2 separate regions of the Mus musculus genome follow, and region 1 is linked to region 2. Evidence: chromatin contacts called from public HiChIP or PLAC-seq data. All regions are on one chromosome and are shown on one strand. The core of a region is the stretch at or near the end of the contact, and the rest is flanking DNA. Distances in the headings are between cores, read along the strand shown.

Region 1 (5,652 bases), core at 2,692-5,191, 1.3 Mb after region 2:
AAGGTACCAGCATATGCTAACACACACACACACACACACACACACACACACACACACACACACACACACACATATCTCCTTTCCTTAATAGAACTTAGAAAATCTTGCTTAATGATGTTTCTGGACTGCCAGGTTGCAATCATTCAACTACATTGTTGAGCCATGTACCAGAGCCTCCATTCCTTCTCCACCTTGGTGGACTGTGTCCCTGTAAACTGCATGGTACTGGTATAGAGACAGACAAGTAGACCAATGGAATAGAATTGAAGACCCAGAAATGAACCCACACACCTATGGTCACTTGATCTTTGACAAGGGAGCTAAAACCATCCAGTGGAAGAAAGACAGCATTTTCAACAATTGGTGCTGGCACAACTGGTTGTTATCATGTAGAAGAATGCGAATCGATCCATACTTATCTCCTTGTACTAAGGTCAAATCTAAATGGATCAAAGAACTTCACATAAAACCAGAGACACTCAAACTTATAGAGGAGAAAGTGGGGAAAAGCCTTGAAGATATGGGCACAGGGGAAAAATTCCTGAACAGAACAGCAATGGCTTGTGCTGTAAGATCGAGAATTGACAAATGGGACCTAATGAAACTCCAAAGTTTCTGCAAGGCAAAAGACACCATCAGTAAGACAAAAAGACCACCAACAGATTGGGAAAGGATCTTTACCTATCCTAAATCAGATAGGGGACTAATATCCAACATATATAAAGAACTCAAGAAGGTGGACTTCAGAAAAGCAAATAACCCCATTAAAAATGGGGCTCAGAACTGAACAAAGAATTCTCACCTGAGGAATACCGAATGGCAGAGAAGCACCTGAAAAAATGTTCAACATCCTTAATCATCAGGGAAATGCAAATCAAAACAACCCTGAGATTCCACCTCACACCAGTCAGAATGGCTAAGATAAAAAATTCAGGTGACAGCAGATGCTGGCGAGGATGTGGAGAAAGAGGAACACTCCTCCATTGTTGGTGGGATTGCAGGCTTGTACAACCACTCTGGAAATCCGTCTGGCGGTTCCTCAGAAAATTGGACATAGTACTACCGGAGGATCCAGCAATACCTCTCCTGGGCATATATCCAGAAGATGCCCCAACTGGTAAGAAGGACACATGCTCCACTATGTTCATAGCAGCCTTATTTATAATAGCCAGAAACTGGAAAGAACCCAGATGCCCCTCAACAGAGGAATGGATACAGAAAATGTGGTACATCTACACAATGGAGTACTACTCAGCTATTAAAAAGAATGAATTTATGAAATTCCTAGCCAAATGGATGGACCTGGAGGGCATCATCCTGAGTGAGGTTACACATTCACAAAGGAACTCACACAATATGTACTCACTGATAAGTGGATATTAGCCCAAAACCTAGGATACCCAAGATATAAGATACAATTTCCTAAACACATGAAACTCAAGAAAAATTAAGACTGAAGTGTGGACACTATGCCCCTCCTTAGAAGTGGGAACAAAACACCCTTGGAAGGAGTTACAGAGACAAAGTTTGGAGCTGAGATGAAAGGATGGACCATGTAGAGACTGCCATATCCAGGGATCCACCCCATAATCAGCATCCAAACGCTGACACCATTGCATACACTAGCAAGATTTTATCGAAAGGAGCCAGATGTAGCTGTCTCTTGTGAGACTATGCCGGGGCCTAGCAAACACAGAAGTGGATGCTCACAGTCAGCTAATGGATGGATCATAGGGCTCCCAATGGAGGAGCTAGAGAAAGTACCCAAGGAGCTAAAGGGATCTGCAACCCTATAGGTGGAACAACATTATGAACTAACCAGTACCCCGGAGCTCTTGACTCTAGCTGCATATGTATCAAAAGATGGCCTAGTCGGCCATCACTGGAAAGAGAGGCCCATTGGACACGCAAACTTTATATGCCCCAGAACAGGGGAACGCCAGGGCCAAAAAGGGGGAGTGGGCGGGTAGGGGAGTAGGGGTGGGTGGGTAATTTTGGTATAGCATTGGAAATGTAAATGAGCTAAATACCTAATTTAAAAAAAAACTGTAAAATTGGGGGCTGGAGAGATGGCTCAGCCGTTAAGAGCACGGACTGCTCTTCCAGAGGTCCTAAGTTCAATTCCCAGCTACCACATGGTGGCTCACAACCATCTGTACAGCTACAGTGTGCATATATACATAAAAACAAATAAATAAAGCCACCATGTGGTTGCTAGGAATTGAACTCAAGACCTTTGGAAGAGCAGTCCATCCTCTTAACCACTGAGCCATCTCTCCAGCCACCAACATCCTTGTTTCTTATGCCTTTGGATTGTTATCTTGTGGCTGTTTTGTCTACTATTCATGTTCAGGCTTTTGTATATGGACCCGTTTTTCATTTCTTTGTGGAGGGTGGGGGTGGATGTACATAAGAGTAGAATGCTCAAGCATATAGTGGTTCTATATCAAATGTTTGGAAGTAATGCCAAACTGATTTCCACAGCACTTGCAATGTTTCATAATCTCATTAGGAAAGTATCAGATTTCAGTTTCTCTGTGTCCTCATCATCATGAGATATATTTTGAAAAGTTTTCCTGGAACTCTGAGACAGCTCAGGATAGTTTAAATGATCTGGTTGCTTGAACATCATTTTTACCCTCAACTTGGGATCACAGAACTGTTAATATAGAGCAGTGTTTCTTAGTCAGGGTTTGTATTCCTGCACAAAACATTATGACCAAGAAGCAAGTTGGGGAGGAAAGGGTTTATTCAGCTTATACTTCCACATGGCTGTTCATCACCAAAGGAAGTCAGCACAGGAACTCACACAGGACAGGAACCTGGAGGCAGGAGCTGATGCAGAGGCCATGGAGGGGTGCTGCTTACTGGCTTGCTTCCCCTGGCTTGCTCAGCTTGCTTTCTTATAGAACACAGGACTACCAGCCCAGGGATGGCACCACCCACAATGGGCTGGGCCCTCCCTCCTTGATCACTAATTGAGAAAATGCCTTTCAGCTGGATTTCATGGAGGCATTTCCTCAAGGGAGGCTCCTTTCTCTGTGATAACTCCAGCTTGTGTCAATTTGGCACACAAAACCCAGCCAGTGCACAGTGTTTCTGCACTGAGAACAACGCCGAACACCTATTTATCCCGCATTCACACCTGTTTAACCTTACGGCTGTTTTTGACGATCCATTTCTCTCTCTCCACCATGCAATTCCAATCTTGTGAAAATTCCCATTTGCTCTCATCATTTCATAAATCTCAAAATTGGACCAAAAAAAATCATAAGAGACAAGACTTGAACGTAGGTTCATTTGTGTGTATTGTTTTTGTTTTTGTGATACCGAGGGGTCCATGAATTTAGATTGCAGAAATCCAAAGTAGAGACTTGGTCTCCCACCCACGCGTAAAGGGCACCTTATCTGAATGGGGTCCCTTGCACTGAGAAAGACAAGTTGTTTTAAAAAGTGTAGTTAGTCTCTATCGTCAGCAGAGGGCAGACCTCAGCAGCCTGAGAGCTGGTAGCCAGGATGCGATCTTGACACCGCGTTGCGTCTCTGAGGGCCTGCAGGGGGCGCTGCAGCTCACATCAGCTGCCAAGGACGCTGCCGTCACCAGCTGCTGGCTTCTGGCTGTTGCTACTGTTCCTCACATGAAGCTGGGGGAAAGAATTCATCATTTGAGAGGTTGAGAGAGGAAAGGGCACGCTGCTGTCTTCCTCAAGACACTGGCCTGCTGCAGACATCCGGGAGGTTTACATTTTTGGGATTCAATTCGGTCATCTGAATTTATCATGGCTACAAAGAATATAAAGTCAAAGAAAAAAAATTGTATGTTAAAGTTTTCTAGTGACAGTGTACTTTTCTGAACACGGAACTAAAAAGGATAAACAGCCGCGGGCTAGGGACAAGGTTGAGTGACCCCCATCAGGACCTCCACGGGAACGTTTCCTGCTGTGAGTCAGTTTCTTCAGGGAGAGCAAGAGATGGAAACTCCATCTGACAGACCTGATACCGACTCTGGAGTTCTAAAATAGAACTCTGACACGTTTGGGCTAAACGCCTTCTCCTAGGAAGCAAGATTCTCGGCTCTGCATTTCAGAGGCAGATACTGGGGAAGACTGGTTGCTTGGGTTTTTAGGGTTTCTTGAGGTTCATCCGCATCTAGAACTGATGTGTGAATTGTGTTATTTCTTGGCCTATCATGCCTATATGCAAGCTATTCTGCTATAATAAATGAGGCTATTTAACTTTTTTTTTCTGTTTTCTTTTTCTTTTTTTTCTTTTTCTGTTTTTGAGAAAAAGTCTTATTCTACAGCCCAGGCTGGCTTGACATCCTGTAACCCAAGCTGTCCTCAGTCTGCTGACACCGCTCCCCGCTCAGCTCTCAGCCTCCCTCAGTGCATACACTACGTCCCCTTAAAGGACTTAACACTTTTGAGGAAGTCTTTATGGTCCTCGTTTTTTTAAAAACAAGAAAGCCACAGCTGTTAAAGTTCAAAGTCACGGAGTGAACCCCTGACAGAGGAGAAAATGCCACAAAATGGCTAATCTCCCTTCAGGGCTGTTGACAGTTAGTGTGCTAGTATCAACCGGTGTTATCACATTCCTCAGAAGAGGCCTGGCAGATGAGGGGCAGGATGCCCACTTACATTTAGATTCCCGGCAAAGAGCAAATACCCTTTAGTCACACCCAAAATATTGCACAGGACATGCATACTTTTCCCGACCCCAGTAGACAGTTGTGGAGGAAGAGATTTCTCTCTCCTCCCATCACTAGATTTCGATTGGAGACTTACAACAGATTAACAAGAGAACAGTATAACAAATTGATTTTGTGTGTGTGTGTGTGTGTGTGACCTGGGAGACCAGAAACAAAGGCCCAAAGAATGAGAGAAGTTGTTTTTATCTGTGTGTGTGTGTGTGTGTGTGTGTGCCTCTCTCTGTCTCTGTGTGTGTGTCTGTCTCTGTCTCTTTCTGTCTCTCTGTGTCTCTGTCTCTCTCTGTGAAGGCATCTCTGAGTATCTTCTTCTATCCTGCTCCATTTTACTTTTTTGAGACAAGATCTCTTCACCAACCTGGAACTTGCTGTTTAGCCCAGATTAGCTGACCAGCGAGCCCCCGATTTCCTCTTGTCTGCCTCTGGGTGAGATATAGGTGCAAGAGATCTGACCTCAGACCCTCAGGCTTGCTCACTAATTACTTTATCCATTGGGCCACGCCCCATCACTGAGATACTGTAATCTTGTAGGCACTTATGTAGAGGTATGATTGCTCAAAAGGATGTGATCTGAGGCTGATAGGCTGGGAGAACTCAGACACTTCTCAGTGGCCCTGGAGCTTTGGAGAGAAGGGTGCTCCTTTACCTCCAGTGTAGGAAGAACGCCTATCAAATGAAGGACTTGAGATCTGTTTCAGGATGGAAGGGGGTCGGGGGAGAAAGAGTTTCCTGCTCTGTTAGTTACTTTATCATCGTGCTAGCCAAATACCTTTTGGGAATAAAGGAGGAGGATGTATTCTGGCTCATGGTTTCATAGGGTGCAGTCCGTACTTACTGGTCTCCATCACAGCACCAAAGACTTAAGCAGAACATCATGTACCAGGAGTAGAGGGCGGCTGTTTACATCACAGAGGCAGCTAGTAAGAGTATGCGTGGATTGTGCGTGG
Region 2 (6,115 bases), core at 3,013-5,512:
TCCTAAGGATTGTGGTGTGATGCACATGCGCATGCCTGCGTCTCACTCTGGAGCTGCTAATTTCTCACCTCCTGGCTGTGCCGTCTGACTGCGCTGACATCCATGGTGCTGGTGATGTGTTCCTGAAAAGAAACTCTTAAGTAATTTTGAGCACTTTTGTGCTCACTGCTAATGGAATTGATGACAAATCCTTTCTCTCCCTATGGCTCTTCCTGGGAACTGGTGCTCTCAGACACGCTTGGATGGAGGAGGGACTGTGAGGTTCCCTGGCTTTTCCCTGCAACATTGAACACATGGCATCTCCAGGGCTGCGTGCAACAAGAAAAGGATGGGGCTGAAACAATTGCCACTCAACAAATCTCATCACCTTGTAAGGATGCTTGCACATGTAGGGAAGAGGAACGTCAGCATCAGGACCAGACACTGGAAAGCACACACCTGAAAGATGGTCCTTGGACTCACTGCCTACTCAGGAGGAGAGGAGATGATGCTCATGTGCAACACTTTTAGTAACCTACCAACAAGAAGTTACTGTCACTGCTGTTTGAAAAACCAAGACCTGGGAGCTGGGGAGATATCTCAGTCAGTAGAGTGCTCACCATGGCATGATGACCTGAGTATGAACCCCAAGCTTCTAGTTAGTCATGGCAGTGAATGTCTGTTACATGGTGTTGTAGAGGTTGAGACAGGTTTCCTAAGTCTCCCTGGCCAGGAAGTCTGACTGAATCAGTGAACTCCAGTTTCAACAAGAGGTTCCGTCTCAAAAATAAAAAGGTAGAGGGTGATTAAAGACACCTGACATAGACCTCTGAGTTACACACACACTTGCTCACAGATACACCCTTGCACATACACACACTCATATACACACACCCTACATACACACACCTATATATACACACACATCCTTGCACACACACACATATACACGCACACAAACACAAACATGCATACACATGCTATTGCACACACATATCTGCACACATATACACACACACCCTCACTCATACACACACCTGCACACACACCCTGCACACACGCACGCACAGACACACCAAGAGCCAGCTTTGTTACCATGCAAACATGAAGAGGGTGAGCACCTGGGGTGGCGCTCTATTGGGGAGAGAGCGGGGCTTTGGTAGCGGTGACTCCACCTTACCCAATCTAGGTACCATCCCGCTTTGTGGTTCCTAAGGGACTGTGAGGTTCCACAGCATCCTCATCCCACTGAGAGCTGTCTGTAAACAACGATGACAGAGGCTTTGTGCCGTGCTGGATTCTCATGAATGCTACATTTCAAAGACAAAAATGTTAATGAGTCATTTCCTAATCCTTAAGTGTCTCAATGAAGCCGTGACGGAGATGGCTGCAGGCCAAGAGCTGCAGAAATCTCTTTGGCGTGCATTTATTATGGCCCATTTCCGAGTAGTCTAGTTGTCACTTTCAGATGACTCTCATCACAGAGCCCTGCATGAGGCCGTGGGTTCCTCTCATCCCACCCCCACCCCCATGCTGCCTGAACCTCGAGGGTGCTTTCTTTAACAACCCACAGAAGCCGTGTGTCACCCCATTTTGCACATCATGATCTGAAGGAAAAGTTGCTTGCTGACAGGCTTGGATGGGTGTGTTTGTCTAGTGCAATGTTTTGAGTTATTTGTAGCGTTTAAGATATTTCATTAAAAAAATCTCTATTTTCGGCTGCTCTTAACAAACCAAATCTTTTGGAAGATTTGGCATCTCTTAGGTTTCAAAGGAACCAGGAACAAATGGCTAACTGGGGTGCCTATTAATAGATCAGAACAGTTGCTGGCCATTTCTCCCAGCATCCCTCAGTACCTGTGGCTCCTCTCAGCACTTCTCACCCTGCCCCCTAGCCTAAACCTCTCCAGCCAAGGGGCTGGTCTTCTCTTCCATCCAGCTTCAGATGACTATGTGACTCAGTCATTTCGTGCCCTCGTGGTCCCTTAGTCTCTTGGTTTGCTTCTCTTCGTGTGCTGCTGGCTCCTCTCTCAGTCAGCTTGTCCCGACTTCTCTTTCTCTCTTATCTTCTTGCTCTCTTCTCATGGCCCAGTGCAGCCTAGACCCTTCCAGATGCCTCTGGCTGGGCTCTCCCTCACGTCTGTAATCAAGCCTTCTCATCAACAATACCTGAGAGTAGTCATATCGTCCTTTTCATTCAGGCCTCACTATTGAAGATGCTACCCGCACTTGGCTAGAGCCCAGGAGTGGCTGTTTCTTTCAGGTAGGCTGTGGCTTCTCAGTTTCCCATAGTCCGCATGACTCACTGCTGCTCTCTTCTTACAGAACCACGTTCATTGTCAACTGGTGTTATTTACTCATATTGTCTTCCTTGTCTCGGAGGCCCTTTTCTGTTGCTGCAATAAAATAAAAGCGTGACTCACTTTGCTAGTGAACAGAGGCTAGTTAACTTTGAAGGGGGTGGGGACAGTTCATTGAAACTCACAATTTTGGAGTCCAAGAAAGTCCAAGATTAGGGGAATCCCCCTGATCTGGTCTCTGGTCGGGACTCCTTTGTCTGGGTCAACCACATCCTGGCAGAAGCACATGAGAAAGTGAGAAACCATGAAGCAAGTTGGAGCCTAGGAGGTTGATCCAGGGGCTTGTACACATTCTTTCTTTCTTTCTTTCTTTCTTTCTTTCTTTCTTTCTTTCTTTCTTTCTTTCTTTCTTTCTTTCTTTCTTTCTTTCGTCTTTGCTGACTGGCTTTCTTTAGTTTGTTTTGAAACAAGATCTGACCCAGAGTCCAGCCAATTCACTCTGTAGCCCAGGTTTGCCCTGAACTCCTAAATACTAGGATTTGCAGGCATGAGGTAGGATGCCCAGCTCTGGGCAAGCACCCTTACAGCAGCTCAAATGAGAATTCACTAGGGTCCTGAGAGCATCTCATTAGCTTTATCCTGGAAGAGAACCTTCAGCCAAGCAATCACTTCCCACCAGGCCTCTCATCTTAGAGGTTCCAACATGCCTTAGCATCCATCACCTTACTGGGGACCAAGCTGTGAACACCTGAGCTCTCTAGGACACTCTCAAACCCTGTCTAAACCACATCACCCACTTCCAACCAAACCTCGTCAATTTGTGTTCCAACTGTTCTGTCTTCAGGATGACCAGAAGTGCAAACTCACAGAAGACGGTTATAGACATGCAAAGGAGTTCATTTTATTTGTCTATACTGGGATGCAACAAGCCACAGATCTTAGCACTCAGAAGAAGACATTCAGTTGGCTCAGGCACTCAGCCTATGGGCTGAAGGTCAGCTATGGGCTGAGCTCAGCTTGGGGGTGGCTAAGTGACTGTCTTCCTGGGCGTCTCATGATCTTCTTGGACTGGTAGCTGTCCAGGGAATCTTCTTCCCATGGTAAAGGCAGAGGCACCAGAGAGAAATCAACACACAGTGATTTCTACCATTTTCTATGGCCAGCAAGTCAAATGACCAAACTCAAGGTCAGATACTGGGATCACATTTCTGCCCACAACTGTTGGGTTAGATGGCATTCGTGTAGAGAGGCGTACCTTCTCTTGTCTTGTCTTTTGTCTACCTGTAGATGATTGGTGGATCCTTGGAATTTCATTGCCTGGAAAGCTGTCTGTCTGGGGATTTGACCCCTGAACAGAATAGTCATTTGTTTATGATGAAAGAATTTGGTAGAATGGTACTATCAATTACATTTTTTGAAGACTCAAAATCAAAGGTCAATTATATGGGTAGATGGGATTCAACCACCTTCAAAATACTGAATTCCGAGGCTTGGGTGTCTCCCTGGTTGGTGGCATGCTACATAAATTGTCATACCTCATGGCCAGGACGAGCAATGCCACCTATGGCTCCACAGGCAGAAGACTCCTGGAGTTCCACGTTCTCTCCTCCTCTGGACTAGGTACTATGCAACCTTCCTTCACTGTACCCTTTATCCTGTAACCCTTCACCGTGAGCAGCTGGACTCATGGATATAACAGTCTTCGGTGCTTTCTGAGTATCCTTGCAGTGAGTTAGCATGTGAAGGGCTGGGTTTGAGGGACCCTCTCAAATGTGGTCTAGTGTTCTGTCCTAGTCTCTGACTTTGCAGATGGCATTAACAGTGTCACACGGAAACATGGAAGGGTGGAGATGGAGCTATAAACTGCCACACACCCCGGCCTCCCAAGGACTTCTCTGCTCACTTTCTGTCCATCACTGAGCATTCTCCGTGTGCCTGGTGCTGTTCTAGGATCTGAAACTAGTTGAGGCGGGGTGAGGAAGACACAGCTGTGAATTCTAGTGAAGACAGAGTCCACACACGCAGAGGAATGTGTGAGAGGCGAGACTGTGAGGATAACTGAGGGTCAACACACCAAAGGGAGGCAGTGAGGATCAGCTTTTCAAGTGGCGCACTTAGGAAAGCCACTTCTGGGGCTGAAGAGATGGCTCCATGGTAACGAGGGCTTTTTCCTGATTCCAGAGGACCCGCATCACTGGGGTACACAACTGCCTGTTACTCTAGCTCCAGGGGGGCGGGTCAATCTGACTCCTTCTGAAGCCTCAGAAGGTGCCCTTCCCCCTGACGCACACACTAAAGTAAAAGACATTTCTGGGAAAGTGACATTTGAACAGACTTGAGCAAAAGAGGAAGCTGGGTCTGTGATTCAGGCCATACAGATTCTAGAGAGAGGGGCCCCCACAATACCCCCCAAATCTCCCAACCCCCTTCCCCCACCACCCAGGGTCAACATTCACAAACACTCATTCAGTGGAAAGCTCCTTCGCCTGGTCTTTAGAGGGCTATGTGGCTCAGCGGAGAAGCTGAACAGGTGAGCCTTCCCTCCCACAGGCCCCTAGAGTCAGGCCTGAGGCAAGTTTCTCTGCCTTGTGTTTGTGTGTGACAGGCCAGATGACCACACGCTCCACCCTGAAATCATCCCAGTGCTGCCGCTCCTCCTCAGACAATGGCCAGCAGTGTTTCCAAGTGTTACTAGATTCTCAAGGAAAAAAAAAAAAGGTCAAAAAGAAAGATTCTGGAAATAAAAGTTATTTCTATTCATTTCTTCAGCCCTATCAGTTAATAAATAAGCCCCTCTTTGGAAAGTACAGGGTGACTAAGAATTAACCTTGAGGGGAAAACCTAGTGGGGAAATTTGACTAAAAACCATGGCTTACAGGCCCACGCTTTGGCTTCCCTCTCAGCCTCTTCTCAAGGCCTGTGGGCATCCTGGTGTTAAAGTGTAAGTGGTTGGAGGGTGTTTACAAAAGCCCCCGGCGAGTGGAATCTTTGTTGGCTAAGCTGACTTAAGTGTTCTTCCTACCTCAGAGAAGTCCCCTCAGGAGGCAAACTTGGGGCAAAGGGGAACCTCCTAGCTCCCTTTTATGAGACTTCCTCATCCTTGAGACTAAGAAGACAGTGTTGGGGGTGGACAGTGGGGTCAGGAGCATAGGGGGTTAACTACCCCCCCCCATACCCACAGCAGTGGGACAGCGGCAGCCTTCAGGGAAACTGCGCCTTGGCAGCCTCAAGCCCAGTTACAGGTTTCTGATGAGCTCAGCATCTGGGGACATCTGGGGACATCTGAGGACCACCCACGTTTTCCCCTCCAGAGAGGATTTTGCTTAAAAGGCAAACCTTACTCTCATTTCCTTTTTCTCCCCATCCTTTCCCTTACCCCCCCAAACCATGGCTTACTTATTATTCTCTTTCTTTGTACCCCCATGCTCCTTCTTCAGCTCCTAAGAGGGAAACTTTGAATTTGGGAATAAGGTTGTTTCTCAACCTTCTTAATACCACAACCCTTTAATACAGTTCCTCATGTTGTGGTGACCCCCCCCCCAACCCCAGCCATGAAGTTATTCCATTGCTACTTTATAACTGTAATTTTGCTACTGTTATGGATTGTAATGTAAATTGTTCTTGGAGCTAGTGGTTTGCCAATGGGATCATGACCAACAGGTTGAGAAACACTGTTCTAGAACTTTCTCTCCTGACATCCAAACCGACCAGAGCCTGAAACAGCAAGCAGTAAAAATTAAATTAAAATTTTAAACACGTCTTCCTGCTGTGCTTTCTGAGAGAAAACAAAACAAAACAAAACAAAACAAAACAAAACAAAACAAAACAACAACAAA

What was found. HiChIP or PLAC-seq counts read pairs in DNA pulled down with a chosen protein or histone mark.
Region 1: a contact with region 2 is called in an H3K27ac HiChIP or PLAC-seq map of microglia, with 6 times the contacts expected there. The contact joins two enhancer-like sites. A contact is called at or near these places in 4 of 39 promoter capture datasets (the HPC-7 cell line, embryonic stem cells, liver and 1 more) and 1 of 115 datasets of contacts at active chromatin or transcription factors (microglia).

The regions. Positions count from the first base shown.
Region 1 is chr13:45,027,495-45,033,146 of GRCm38.p6, forward strand. No RefSeq gene overlaps it. Among named protein-coding and RNA genes, the nearest start is that of Gm23104, 4.0 kb to the left of the region's middle. Within about 2 kb of position 3,942, at least 60 of the 459 cell types and tissues checked have an H3K27ac peak or open chromatin away from gene starts, as enhancers often do. A contact at or near this core is called in microglia, where this site is marked.
Region 2 is chr13:43,772,984-43,779,098 of GRCm38.p6, forward strand. No RefSeq gene overlaps it. Among named protein-coding and RNA genes, the nearest start is that of Cd83, 9.1 kb to the right of the region's middle. Within about 2 kb of position 4,263, at least 42 of the 459 cell types and tissues checked have an H3K27ac peak or open chromatin away from gene starts, as enhancers often do. A contact at or near this core is called in microglia, where this site is marked.